3 separate regions of the Mus musculus genome follow, and regions 1 and 3 are each linked to region 2. A link is a contact called in public promoter capture Hi-C data. All regions are on one chromosome and are shown on one strand. The core of a region is the stretch at or near the end of the contact, and the rest is flanking DNA. Distances in the headings are between cores, read along the strand shown.

The links. Promoter capture Hi-C pulls out the DNA fragments that hold promoters and counts their contacts.
Region 1: a contact with region 2 is called in a promoter capture Hi-C map of liver, with 1.6 times the contacts expected there. The contact joins two enhancer-like sites. A contact is called at or near these places in 1 of 39 promoter capture datasets (liver) and 1 of 484 Hi-C or Micro-C datasets (liver).
Region 3: a contact with region 2 is called in a promoter capture Hi-C map of liver, with 2.0 times the contacts expected there. The contact joins two enhancer-like sites. A contact is called at or near these places in 1 of 39 promoter capture datasets (liver) and 1 of 484 Hi-C or Micro-C datasets (liver).

The regions. Positions count from the first base shown.
Region 1 is chr13:41,194,712-41,199,210 of GRCm38.p6, reverse strand. Elovl2 (elongation of very long chain fatty acids (FEN1/Elo2, SUR4/Elo3, yeast)-like 2) reads left to right here. Exons shown (of 8, transcript NM_019423.2): 2 at 2,013-2,076; 3 at 4,377-4,499. Among named protein-coding and RNA genes, the nearest start is that of Elovl2, 23 kb to the left of the region's middle. Within about 2 kb of position 3,075, at least 5 of the 459 cell types and tissues checked have an H3K27ac peak or open chromatin away from gene starts, as enhancers often do. A contact at or near this core is called in liver, where this site is marked.
Region 2 is chr13:41,581,393-41,585,815 of GRCm38.p6, reverse strand. The region is part of intron 1 of Gm32184 (a long non-coding RNA gene); the gene reads left to right. Among named protein-coding and RNA genes, the nearest start is that of Tmem170b, 22 kb to the left of the region's middle. Within about 2 kb of position 1,880, at least 99 of the 459 cell types and tissues checked have an H3K27ac peak or open chromatin away from gene starts, as enhancers often do. A contact at or near this core is called in liver, where this site is marked.
Region 3 is chr13:41,177,239-41,181,597 of GRCm38.p6, reverse strand. No RefSeq gene overlaps it. Among named protein-coding and RNA genes, the nearest start is that of Elovl2, 41 kb to the left of the region's middle. Within about 2 kb of position 1,762, at least 1 of the 459 cell types and tissues checked has an H3K27ac peak or open chromatin away from gene starts, as enhancers often do. A contact at or near this core is called in liver, where this site is marked.

The DNA of each region.
Region 1 (4,499 bases), core at 1,826-4,325, 390 kb after region 2:
TACACACACACACACACACACACACACACACACACATACACTCATACACACATACACACCCATGGTCCTCAAGCAAACACCGATCTGCTTTCTGCTGCCATCCCAGTATTTCCCTAGTGTTGTCTGCCTTCCTACCATATGAGCGAGCCACTGGAGACCATGGTCATCAGTGTTTCCCAGAGGAGCTGTCCTCTGTGTGCCTGCATCTGGGACTCCTGAATGCCTTTCCTTCTCCCCTCTGAGACACCTAGAGGTTCAGAATTCAGCATCAGAATTCTCATCTCTTCCTGATGTGTCACAAGGATGTTTGAGTTAAAGCCTCTGTCCTGTTCTAGTGCAGTTCTCATAATATGTTTTGCCCTGGAGTTATGAATTGCTCTCTAGACTGAGAAGTGCAGGGAGACGAGCCCTCTGTAGCCCTGACTTAGCACTTGGCATCTAATGGTGACAGTCAGTGCATAACAAAGAATGAAAGACTAGGTGCCCTTTATCCTTTTCCATCTCTGCTCCCTCTTCCTATCTTCTTCTGTTTCTTTCCACATTGAAAGTAAATGTCTGCAAATTTACAGCAACAATGAGTTTGTCTCCCACTAAATTGAAGCTTTCTTTCTTAGCTCTGTAAATTTTGGAAAATGGATTTTGAACCTTAGCAAACAAACCAAAAACGTTTAAACATTTGTTCATGGTGTGGCAACTGCCACGAGTCCATCTATGAGGTTACTACCGTTATCTACTGAAGAATGGGAGGTCCGACCAGACCTGTGTACCTATAGCTGCACCACGGGTATTCCGTCCCACCGAGAAGCCACATCACTGCCCTTTCTCAGACCTGAAGTTCTCCTAAGATGCTCCATGTAGAAGCCAAAGATTTTAAAAAGTTGCCTACAACTTTTGGCATTTTTAGCCAAAACACTTTTTACAGAGATATTATGAAATAAAAAGATATTCTAGCTCACTGGCTCTGCAGCAGCTGCTCATGAGTGCTGTCTACCCACAGCCTCCATCCCAAGCTTCCTCAGGGTCCTAAAGACCTTTTTTTTTTTTTTTGGAAATTTTAGGATCAAAAAAGCAAATAGGGCTAGGTGTCCACAGTCACACATACACTGGTCCTGTCCTCAGATGCCAGCACACCAGCCCTCTTCTCTCAGCCTGGCTTGTCTGAGGAGCTTGGGGGTCAGGACTCCCCTTTGAATCCGGAGCTCATTCCATACATGACAGTCTTGAAGCTGTCACCCCCAACTGCTACCAAAGCCATCACCTGAAATTCCTTCCCAGAACCCTGGATCTCACTCTTCATCTCCCATTGCTTGAAGCAGAGCTTTGTGATAGGGGAGGGAGACTTGAGCATCCATTAAGAGCAGATGGCAAGGCCAAGGGGTAGGCCAAGGTGGTGGTAACCAAGGCATTCACCTTAAAATGGCTTAGCAACAGTTTAGTCCCAGTCAGCATCTAAAAGACAAGAATTAATCCAACACCCCAGGTAACATTCTTTCATGTTAATTAGTGTTTTGTGCAGACATAAAGGTGATAGAAAAAGAGTTCTAATGCTCAGGTTCTTTCTGGACCGGAAAAGCCCACGTCCTTTAAAGCTGCAGGTTTGGCTCTGTAAAGCCTAGAACTGCCGAGTCCCTGGGGAAAACCGCCTGTGTCCCAGGCCACAGACTCCCCATTCCTACAGAACCTTTCACTGCAGCCATGAAAGCTGCTTATGAAACAGCTTTGCCTGTAAGCGTTTGAGAAGCGAATGGAATTGAGGTGAGTGACCCCATGTGTCTAAGTCCTCCGCCTGTTTTGGGACTCTTCTTACTGAGGAAACACAAAGGGTTGTTTCCTCCACAGTCTTTGCAAGTTGGTTACGGCAAGGCTGTGCGTGCTTCCTGTCCTCTCTCAAGTCTGCAGTCCCAGACCCTGAAGCTGAAGCTAGCATATATTCAGGAGCGACAGGTTGGTGACGTTGAGTTTTGTTTTTTGTTTTTTTTTTTAAAGGCTGCTTAATTTTCCCTGTCTTTCAGGAGCAGCTGAAGGCCTTTGATAATGAAGTCAATGCTTTCTTGGACAACATGTTTGGACCACGAGGTGAGTAAACCAATTGGGAACATGCTGGAAGCTGTCATTTGCGTGTAGAAAAGCAGTGTTATCTCTGGGGTTCTGTGAACAGGGCAGCATCTATCCTTATGAACTGGAGGCTGCCTTCCAATAGGTGGCCCTTTCCCAGAATAGAGGAAGCCCAGTTCCTTCTGCATCACTGTGTCTCCTGGGATGAGGGGCAGGCGAAATGTCATGTTTTCCTCCAGGGTACCAACTCTGAAGCCTGGTGGCCTGTGTCACCCACCAGTCTCCAGTCACAGCCCATCTTCCTCGCTCTCGTGGACACAGCCACTCCAGACATCCTTTCACTCTTCACATATGCAGACATGTTTTATTTGCTGCTTTCCTGGGCCTGGAATCTCTCCCTCCTGTTTTCCTCTTTCCCCTTCTGGTCAGCTCCTTCTGCTGCAGACCCCAGCTGAAGGCTGTCTTTCTTGGGTGACTTCCTCTCTGCTACACCTCATTACTCTAGTCTCTTCATCCCTCTCCTGTGCAGGCTTCCTGGTTGACATGGGGATGCCAACAGCTCGGGAACAGAGGAACTGGTATTTCTGACTGGGTGATGTCTAGACAGATGTTTTGCCTCATTTGGGCATGGGTTGTTTGACAAGCCTGTGGGAAATCCTTTGTTTCAACAAGGTGTGTCCCCAAGACTGTGAAGATGGGGAGAGAGGCCGAGGTTGTCCTTCTTCTCACAGCTTGGAGCTCATTTGAACCATTTCCCAGTTTCTGATGAGGCTCTGGAACCTGTTCTAAGCGAATGGTGGTTTTATAGAAATTGTGCGGTTTGAGGGGTTGTTTCATTCTTTCCCCTTGAGGGTCCTTCGTGGTGGGCCAGCAGTCTGTAACCTCTGCTCTCTCTGCTTGCAGTTCTAGTGACATGGGGGGAGGAACTGGCCCAGAGTGGAGGGCATAACCTCTTGCTTAGGCAGGAGGCCACAGGAGCTGTGCATTCTTGGGGACCACAGCTTTCTGTTTAATTCTCTCAGCAGAGTTAAACATTGATTTCTGCACTAAGTTCACACTGAACTTTGCTGTTGATAGATTGGTGGGAGCTGGAGTTGATGTAGCCTTGGGGTCAGCTGGGGCTATCTGTTCCATGGAAGCTTTGTAAGTTTAAAGATGTGTGTGTGTCTGTCTGTCTGTCTGTCTGTGTATTTCTCTCTGTGTGTATCTGTATATGTGTGTGCATGTGTGAGCTTCTGTGCACTGTGTATGTACAGGAGCCTGCAGAGATCACAATAGACATTGGAGCCTCTAGACCTGGAGTCACCAACGGTCATGAGTAGCCCTGTGGGTGCTGGGCACTGAACCAGAGTACTCTGCAAGAACAAGTGCTCTTAACCTCTGAGCCGTCTATCCAGCCCTTAAGTATCAGGTTTTCTTTTGTTCTTGGTTTTGAGACAGGGTCTTTATTATATATACAAGGCTAGTCTAGAAAAAAAAGATCTGCCTGCCCCTACCTCCCAAATGCTGGGATTAAAGATGTATATAGCACTCTCTGCCCATGAAAACTTTTGATTTTATTTTTTCTGCTTTTAATTGTGAGTATATGAATATGTACAGTAAAGGTCAGATGCCTGTGGTGTCCATTCACATGAAGTTGGATAACCACTGAATCATCTCTTAAGCCCCATGAAAACTTAACTGTGCAGCCGGCTGAACTCCAGCTTGCTTAACTCAGAATCCTTTTGTTCTCCCTCCCCCTTTGTGTGTGTGTGTGGTGCCCTTATCTGAAGTTTGTTCTGTAGTTTCTGTTACCCACAATCTACTATACTCCCCAAAAAAAATTTTAATGGAAAATTTCAGAAGTAACAATTTGTGTGTTTAAAACTACCTTCTGTTTTAAGTAGCACATCCTTTGTGGAACCTGAAATTATCCCTTTGTCCAGTGTGTCCATGTCAAGACTGCAGTAGCACAGGGCTTGTATCAAAGTAACACCTGCTTTAGAGATGCTAGCCATGGTTCCCACAGAGAAATCCATATACGGCATTCTTTAAGTGAAAAGATGGAAGTTCCCAACTGAATAAGAAAACTTCCAATGCTGAGGTTGCTGAGAAAGAACCAGGGTGTCTGAGAATTTGTTCAGGGAAAAGCAACTTGACCTGTTTATGTGAGTTCATCTCAAACACCGAGTACTCGGTGAGGACGGGGCTTGTGTTCACGGAGACCGTGGGGCGTGCACCATCGATGGGGACGCCCGTTGCACAGATGAGTATGTGTGTTAGAGTTGCTAATTACAGGGACATCCCTCCTTGGGCTCCTCACCGTAAGCATTTCTTTACAGATTCTCGAGTTCGCGGGTGGTTCCTGCTGGACTCTTACCTTCCCACCTTCATCCTCACCATCACGTACCTGCTCTCGATATGGCTGGGTAACAAGTACATGAAGAACAGGCCTGCTCTGTCTC
Region 2 (4,423 bases), core at 631-3,130:
GAAGCCTCCCACCAGCCAATACGTTGTAATTCCAGCACAATTACCATTTGTTGTAAAGGCTGCCATCATGGAGACAACACAAATGCCTTGTGTTGAAGTACCAAGAGCCCAGGTTTAAGGCCTGAATCAATCTCTCTCTCTCTCTCTCTCTCTCTCTCTCTCTCTCTCTCTCTCTCTCTCTCTCTCTGTCTCTCTCTGGTGAGTAAGGCAAGCATCTTTTACCTCATCAGTTCAGGCCTCTCTGTGCCCATTCAGGCTTCTTAGCAAACTTTTGGAGATGGTAGCTTCCCATCCCACCCAAATACTTTGACTATCATAAAGCAAAAGCAACAAGCATCAGCTTTGTCTCAGAGAATCACAGGCCCATGTGCTCAGGGGTGTCTTGTCTTTCTTTCTGAGTGCCTCTCTGTTTCTTCTTTTGGAAGGGTCTGAAAGTCGCTGAAGGAAGTCCCCAGACTCAGATAGTATGCAAAAACAGAGAACATTTATTCTGCAGAAACCAGCATGCAGGGGTCAACTGTTCTTGGAAATGGCGAGCCCAGACAAAGGCAAGCAGGCCTTCTTAAAGGGAATTAGGGAAATTTTCTAGAAGGATTAGGTAATCTAAACTTTCATTAGTGGGTGCTAGGGGGTCACAGATAGTCAGTGGTCTGCATTCCTATGTCGTGAATATTTAACCATGGGGTGAGATAGGGCTGCCCAGCACAGATTCTGAGATAAGATATTCTCCCATTCGTGTGGTTAGCAGCAAGCTCTTCCTTGGGAGGGGGTTTTATGACCTTGTTCCTGGATTTTATGGTCTGTTCCCTTATGGCCTAGTTCCTGGGACTTATGATCTGTTCCTGGAGCTGGCGCCTTATGGTCTTCTTTTCAAATTCAGGCCTGGTCCTTAAAGGGAAACAAATGGAGTTTATGTTGTCCTTTCAGTTTTTTATTTGGGGAAGGGAGTTTGAGACAGGGGTTCTGTAGGTAGCTTTGGCTGGATCACTGTGCACACCAGGGTACCTCAAACTCTCAGAGATCTGCCTGCCTCTGCCTCCTGAGTGCTGGGATTAAAAGCCTGTGGCACCAGACCACCCTTCTGCTCTCTCTCTCTCTCTCTCTCTCTCTAAAGATCAGTGCTTAAATGTATATCACATGTATATTAAGATATCTTTACTAAATTCCAACTCAGCACCATAAACTGGCCTGTCCTCTGAAGTTGTTTTCTTCATTGAAGTGATGAATCTTGGTTTAGCACAAGTAGAGGTCCCAAAACATGTTAGGGTAACTCCTTGATCTGCTGCGGGTGATGCTGGGCTTCCTGACAACGTCCCCACAAATGCTGACAATTTTCTTTTGTGGTTTTGATTCCACTGTTAAGATGTTTCTATTTGTTCATTCATTGTAAGTGTTCCTTTGAGTCCGCACACTGGTTATAATAGCACTTTATATCCTTAAATGTTAATTCCTGTGTCTGTGTCTTCATCCTATCACACTTGCCTTTTAAGACAAATTGTGTTTAGTGACATTTTCCTGTGTCTCTCTAAGTCTAGAAATGCGGAGTCCTTTGGACTGTAGTGTGAATTATCATTTGGATCAGTTGGCGCATAGTGTGACTGATTTTTAGGACTGGTTTCTGTTCAGTCAATCTGTGTGTGTTGATTTTTTGTTTTTACTCTTTGAAGCAGGGTTTTGTGTATCACAGGTGAGCTCAAACTCACTATATAGCTAAGGAGGGATCCTGAACTTCCAGTTTTTCTGCCTCTACCTATTGATTGCTGGGACTACAGGCCTGTATGGTATACCATCGACATTTATGTGGTATGGCATGAACCCAGGCCTTCACACACACTAGGCCATCACTCTACTAACTGGGCTAAATCCCCAGCCCTGTTTTTGACGTAAGGCAAGCAATTAGTTTCACTTTCATTTGATCACCGGCTATGTTTTTCCTGAAATGGGACAGCTTGAAACTCTGTTTAGTTCTTGCAGACTTAGCTGGCCTGTCCGACGTCCTCTCTATGCACAGATAGTAACAGAATGAACCCAGTCTGGGCCAGGCTAATCTACAGGACACCCTGCCCATGTGGTGGCCAGGGCTTCTTCCTGCCCAGACTTTCTCTTCTCCTTCTCCAGTTACCATGGTTTCCCAAATCCTGTTCCATAGCCAAGTCAGTAAGACTGGATTTCTTTTAGAATTTTACCCACTGTGACTAAGGCCCACCCGCAGACAAATATTTGTGTCAAAAAAGGAATCATCCTGCACCATTTCCTTCTTTCAAGTATAAATGTATTTCCAGCTTCTTTCAAACCTGTTGGTGTCTTCAGATTCTTGTAACTTCTATTTTGTGTTGAGATTATAGTCACCATCTGGCAATGGGCTGACCTGATAAAAGCGACTTCTTAATTACTGGAAACTAACTCGAAGTAACATTTTATTTACCAAGAAGTTAGTACTTTATTAATTTTTCTCACTAACTAAATGTAGTAGGCACCTGGTATTTATACTACATAAAATAATTTTCTCTACCCCCAAAATATTTATTAATTTATTTATTAATCACTCACTTCTGAGCATATTCCATGTCATAAGCACTGGTTGCATAAAAGTAGGTGAATTTCAGCCTTCTCTGACTCAGAGTCTAACGATGTACTGTATGTTACCAGTAATTGCCAGCTCGCACTTGGTGAATTATAGGTCCAAGGATATATATGGTTTCTGCTGCTACTGTTTTTATTTAAAGACAAGCCAAACAGCTCTAGACATGACTTCAAAGCGACTGCAGAATCAAATGTCAGTACATGCAGCCCCTCCCTTTTCCAAGAGAGTCAATGGCTCCAAAGAAATGGATCTGGCAACAAGCTTGACTACCTGCACATTTAGACAACTGAAAATAGTAAATCGCAGCTGTCAGGATATCAACCGTGAACTTCAGAAACGTTTCTGCCTAATAACATCTGGACAGGCAGCCTATATTTCCTTTTAAATAGCTTTAGAACTGAAGGCCTTAATATATAAAGTGAAAATGATTTAGTAACTCTCTCTGTCCTCCACCCAGTTCCGCAGTGATAAAAGAAGCCCACGTCTCTGTAAACAGTCACAGGAACATAATGATTTATTAGCATTCCAATTTCTGCCTTCTGTTTCTTTTCATGTCTTGACAATTCATGTCATAACTCCCTTAGTTGGCAGACGTAATGAGCAGATCTTTAAACCTGACACACTCCCTTATTTAAAAGCTACAAGCTATTTGTTCTGATGGAATTTTTATGACATACATTTACTGATACTTCAGTACATTCTAGGTCAGCGGTTCTCAACCTGTGAGTCAAAATCACTTTGGGGTGGGGGGGGGAACACATATCAGATATTCTGTGTATCAGATATTTAGATTATGATTTGTAATAATAGCAAAATTGAAATTATGAAGTAACAACAAAACAACTTCATGTTGGGGTCACCCCAACACGAGGAACTGTATTAAATGGTCAAAGCATTAGAAAACTTGAGAACCACTGTTCTAGATATTGGTTCAAAAGGGAACCTCAAAGTTGAAAAGATAGAGTCCCTTTCTCTAATGAATTGTATTTTAGTTAATATATTCTATAGAGAAATAATTGTAATTATTGTCTATTAACTGGATGTCAAAGGTACAAATGGAGATTATCCTAGACTTTCTTCCAAGGAGGTTAAATTTAGTATGCTATTAGAAACATACAAAAATTAAAAGGTCATTCAATTAAACACTTATGATTCAAGAATTTCAAGGCATGTAATTTTTGCCTTAGAAAGTATCAAGAAAAACTGAGCTAGATAGTGAGTTTGTTTTCCCTGCCATATAAGCCCAAGACATGTTTTTATGAATCCTAGACATTTATGTAAACACACACACACACACACACACAGAGAGAGAGAGAGAGAGAGAGAGAGAGAGAGAGAGAGAGAGAGAGAGAGAGATGAGAAAATGAGTGGGCTTTTCAGCTGTTGAGAAAGAGTTGTATGTAGAAATATGTGAAGTGACTGTACCTGGCAACATTTGATACATTTTAAAATATTATTATAAACTCCTGGTTTTGATAATGGAACATACTCCATTTTTAAAATTCTCTAGATTATACACACACACACACACACACACACACACACACACACGGTTTCCAACATAAAGTGAAATTCCAGGTAAATAGTAAAATTACACCCTTTGAACCCATCGGAGAAGTATGGTTTTAGCATATTCAAGAAGCCTGGAATTTAAAGAAAGCTGGGCCCTCAAAAGAATGAAAACACTAGCATATTTGAATCACAGCAGGAAAAAATGAAAAGTTGGATGCCGTTCAATCAGAACAAAAAGACAGACATGTTATTTGAAGAGCTAACAAAAATAATAAAAGACTTCTAATGATATTTGAGAAATCCTGGAAATTCCAAGTAGGGCAAGCA
Region 3 (4,359 bases), core at 513-3,012, 400 kb after region 2:
CTGCAAATTAAAGTGTTTTGTAATAAACATCTAACGTCTCTTTAACACTCCATTTGAAGAGAAGCTTCAGCATATATTTTTATTGTTGAAGGCCTTCTTCCAAGTCACATGACTGTCACATATTTGAGCTCCTTTCTGAGACAGGTAAGAAAACATTCACTCTTACAGACTATAGTCACCTAAATATCCCTTGGCCTTTAGTAAATGTGACTTGGTCATGGAGTGGAGCAGTATAAGTCATTTTCCAACAAGGCACAAATTCTTAAAGAGTCCACAACCTCCTCCAATCATGTCTCAAGCTGAGCATCAACTATTTAAACACATTAGCCTATGGGAGACATTACATCCAAGTCATACCGAAGCCTTTATTTTTCAAACGTAGTTTACTTACAGATTTTTAGATTAACTTCTAAAATGTCATATTTAATAAAAGGTTTTTATCAAATAAAATCAAATCAATGCTGTATATAATGTTATGCACTGTAGTAGAGACAAAATTATCCAGATGAATATGTGCCTTTATGACATCAGCCGGTGTCAGGATTTAGCCTCACCTGCCTTACATCAGGACTCTGCTGGCAATCCTGTATCACTGTTCACGGTAAGGTAAAGGTAAGGACCAGGTGAGTTAGAGAGGCAGAAACAAAGTTTGAAGAGAGGTCCGAGGCAGCTTTGGCTCCTGTCACCCCAGAAAATAAACTCAAAACATACTTCCCTGTAAAACACTCTGGTCACTTATTGTCTCCAACCTTATGCACAGAAAATTTGCCAAGAGCCCTGAGCCCCGGGAAGGACTGTCTTTATTCTTTCCTAGCCACAGAAAGGGGATGGTGCAGGAGCTGGGAGTGGGGGAGGTCTCCGAGAGGATAGGGTCCTCCATGCTGAACTGCTGGGCTTACATTTAGATGCTCAAAAGCCAGGAGGCACCATGCTACATGCCAGCCAGTGAGCAGAGTTGCCAGGACAGAGCTGATACTTAGAAAAGCTGCTGCCGGAGATCAAAGGTCAGACGCTGCACCTGACAAGCTGTTTTTCCTGTTTATTGGTATAAGTGTTTAATTCAATTGATCTCTTCAGAATGGCATTCCCTTGCCGGGGGACAACATCGACACTGCATCTTCAACCAAGCTCAGAGAAGTCTCGGTGGTTTTTTTCAAAGACGCGTCCCCAGTGCTCAAGCTCACGGTTTAATTAGCCATCTTTCATCTAAGTAGCGTCTAAATCAGCTCTTTAATTCCCTTGCCTACCATGGTTGCTCTTCCATTCCTCTGGTGGGCTTAAGTCTCAAAAGTTCCCGCACACTCGCATTTTGAACACCTGTCTTCTGTCTGGTGGCACTATTTTAGGGCAGTGGCTTTCAATCTGTGGATCATGATCCCTTGGGAGCTGAGCCCTTTTCACAGGGATGGCCTAAGACCATTGGAAAATACAGGCATTTGTATTATGATTCATAAATTATCAAAATTACAATGATAGAGTAGCAATGAGATGATTTCATGGTTGAGGCCACCACAATATGAGGAACTGTAAAGGGTCACAGCACTAGAAAGGTTGAGAAACACTGTCTTAGGGCATTGTGGTACCCTTAGGAGATGGAAGCTATCTGATAGACGTAAGCCACTGGGCCTGGGCCTTTGAAGGACTGAGCCTGGCTCGTGGTCTAGATGTTTATTACTTCCTTGTATGTGATACGAAGGGTAGACCTGCCACTGAACTCTCCCATGCTCTTCCCACCAGGCTGGACTGACTCCCAGAAAACAATAGCTGAAGCCAACCTTCCTGTTTCTGTCATGCACTTGGCTCAAAGCAATGCTAACACAGCTAACATACTCGGGAAGTGCTTCGCAGTCAAAGCCTTCATCCTGCCAATAGCCTCTCCTAATATACTGGATTCCATTGCAAAAATTCACAACTTCCCAAGCCACTGAGTTCACTTCATCATTCCCTACCAGATGTTCTCACCTACAGAGTCAGCCCTCCCAGTCACATGAGTGAAGGCAGGCTAGTGTGGGCCCAGACAAACCTCCCTTCCCTAGAATACTCTTGCAGTTTTATGGTCTTGAGCAAATTCTTGTTCTTTGGGATTTTTTGGTTTTCTGCTGTGGTTCTTATAGCCACATTTCTCTCTCTTCTGCATCCTAAGAAAACTGTCCTTATCCTGAAAGATCTATTTCAAATAGTACCTCTCCTCTAGAAAACCATTCCTGATTTTTCCACCCAGTAAAAATGACCACCCTTTTCTTGTGACTTCGCCAAGGGCCAGTTATTCCTGACAATGTGTGGCACACGCAGGGTCATCTGGATGCTCTTTTGTCCTCCTCAGATAAGTTATTAGAATCTACAGTCACATCTTACTACATATTCTGGCTTCTTCATATGCTAAACTCAAGGCTTTTTCTAGAAAACAGTGCTCAAATGTGTGCTCCCTAGTTATAGGAAGTCGCATGTGCTCATAGACGTCCATCAGGAACAGCAGTGAAACCCACAAAATATTGTGTCATCAGAAGAGGTGAGCCTTGAACTGGGTTTGTCTAACTGAAGTGAGATCAATTAACCACACTAACTGATCCCCTTTGAAAGATTTTATTTCCAATTGTGAAGTGTGTTCTTATAAGTAAAACCTTGGCAATGCACTAAAGCATATTTTGTTAAATGTTATTAAAAAATCCATCAACAATTCAATTAAGGTTACATATATTTGCATTAGGGAAAAAAACTACAAACTAATATGCTAACTATAACATAGCTCACTGTGTTATAACGAAAACATATTGCTCAGTGAATGGTCTCTACTGATCCAAACACACACCTTTCTGACTTTGTAAGTGCACTTAAATTACTTAAAAAGTAATTTAATATTATATGAATTCAAATGCCCCAGTGTACATGCAGCCCTCACAGACTTAGTAGTGATCTCACGAGGAATATTCCTCCACAGTTGACATTGTGCTTTGGGGTAGAGGGCCTGGAGAAATGGAGGAATCTGAAGAGCAAAAAATAGCCTCCCGCCTTATAATTTCATGCCCAGTGGTTTTCATCTACTCTCTCTTCAGATTACTTTTCCTTTAAGGGGGTTTATGAAATAATCCCTACGCCGGAGCTGCTGAATTTCTGGTTTCTACAAAACTTGAAAGCATTCTTCAAATAAAATAGATCTGTACGAGAAGTAAGCCACTTGGAATTGATGAACATCTTGAATCTTTCTATTACTGGACCGAAGTTTGAATAGGAAGGTTAGTTTTTATGAACAGTTGGATAGAACAGAACAAGCTCCGAACCCGCCCTATCCTGCCCTATCCCACCGTAGCTCAGCAGCTGCTAAGGGCTGTTTGCTGCTGAGCAGAGCTCCGAAGGACAGCTCTTGGGCCAAGGCACCCCAGACTCCATCTCCATCTTCCTCCCAGGCTGTTGCACGCCTGGTGAAAAAGGAAATGGAAAAGATCATGAGTCAAGCCGCAACCAGCACACATCTTGGGCCCTCGAAACTCACAGCCAACAAGACCATCACTCTTTTTGAGAGCTACATCCATGACTTTGATAGGTTGGGGGATTGCAATCTTAAACACAGCCCTTCGGTTCTATGCTAAGCTATTACTAAGAAAACAGAGACTGGAAACCAATTAGCATGCTTAGGCAAGCTAAGCTATAAATGAAATATGTTCCATATGCTGTAACTTACCAAATTTAATGTACTTATCCAAACACGAAGTTATTTTGTAGATGGACCCTTAATTACATAGATATTTTTATGTATGGGTGTTTTGCTTGACTGTATGTCTGCACACCATATGTGTGCAGTGCCCAAGGAGTCCAGAAGAAGGAATCAGAGTCTGAAGCTAGAGGTACAGATGGGTTGTGGCCCTCCTTGTGGGTGCTGGGAATTGAAGCCAAGTCCTCTAGAAGAGCTCTTAACCATTGAGCCATCTCTCTAGTTCTGTCTCATCCCATGTTGTTATTGTCTTAAATTTCAGGATTGTATGTGTGTATGTGTATAAGTGTGTATGTATGTATATGCATGTGTGTGTGTATATATGTATATCTATGTGTATGTATATGTGTATATATGTATATGCATGTGTGTATGTGTGTCTGTGTATGTATATGTATGTGTATGTATGTATATGCATGTGTGTATATGTGTATCTATGCGTATGTATATACATGTGTGTATGTGTGTTTGTGTGTATATGTGTATCTATGCGTATGTATATGCATGTGTGTATGTGTGTATCTATGCATATGTATATGCATGTGTGTATGTGTGTTTGTGTGTATATGTGTGTCTATGTGTATGTATATTATCTGTATGTATGTATATGCATATGTGTATGTGTGTATATATGTGTATCTGTGTGTTAG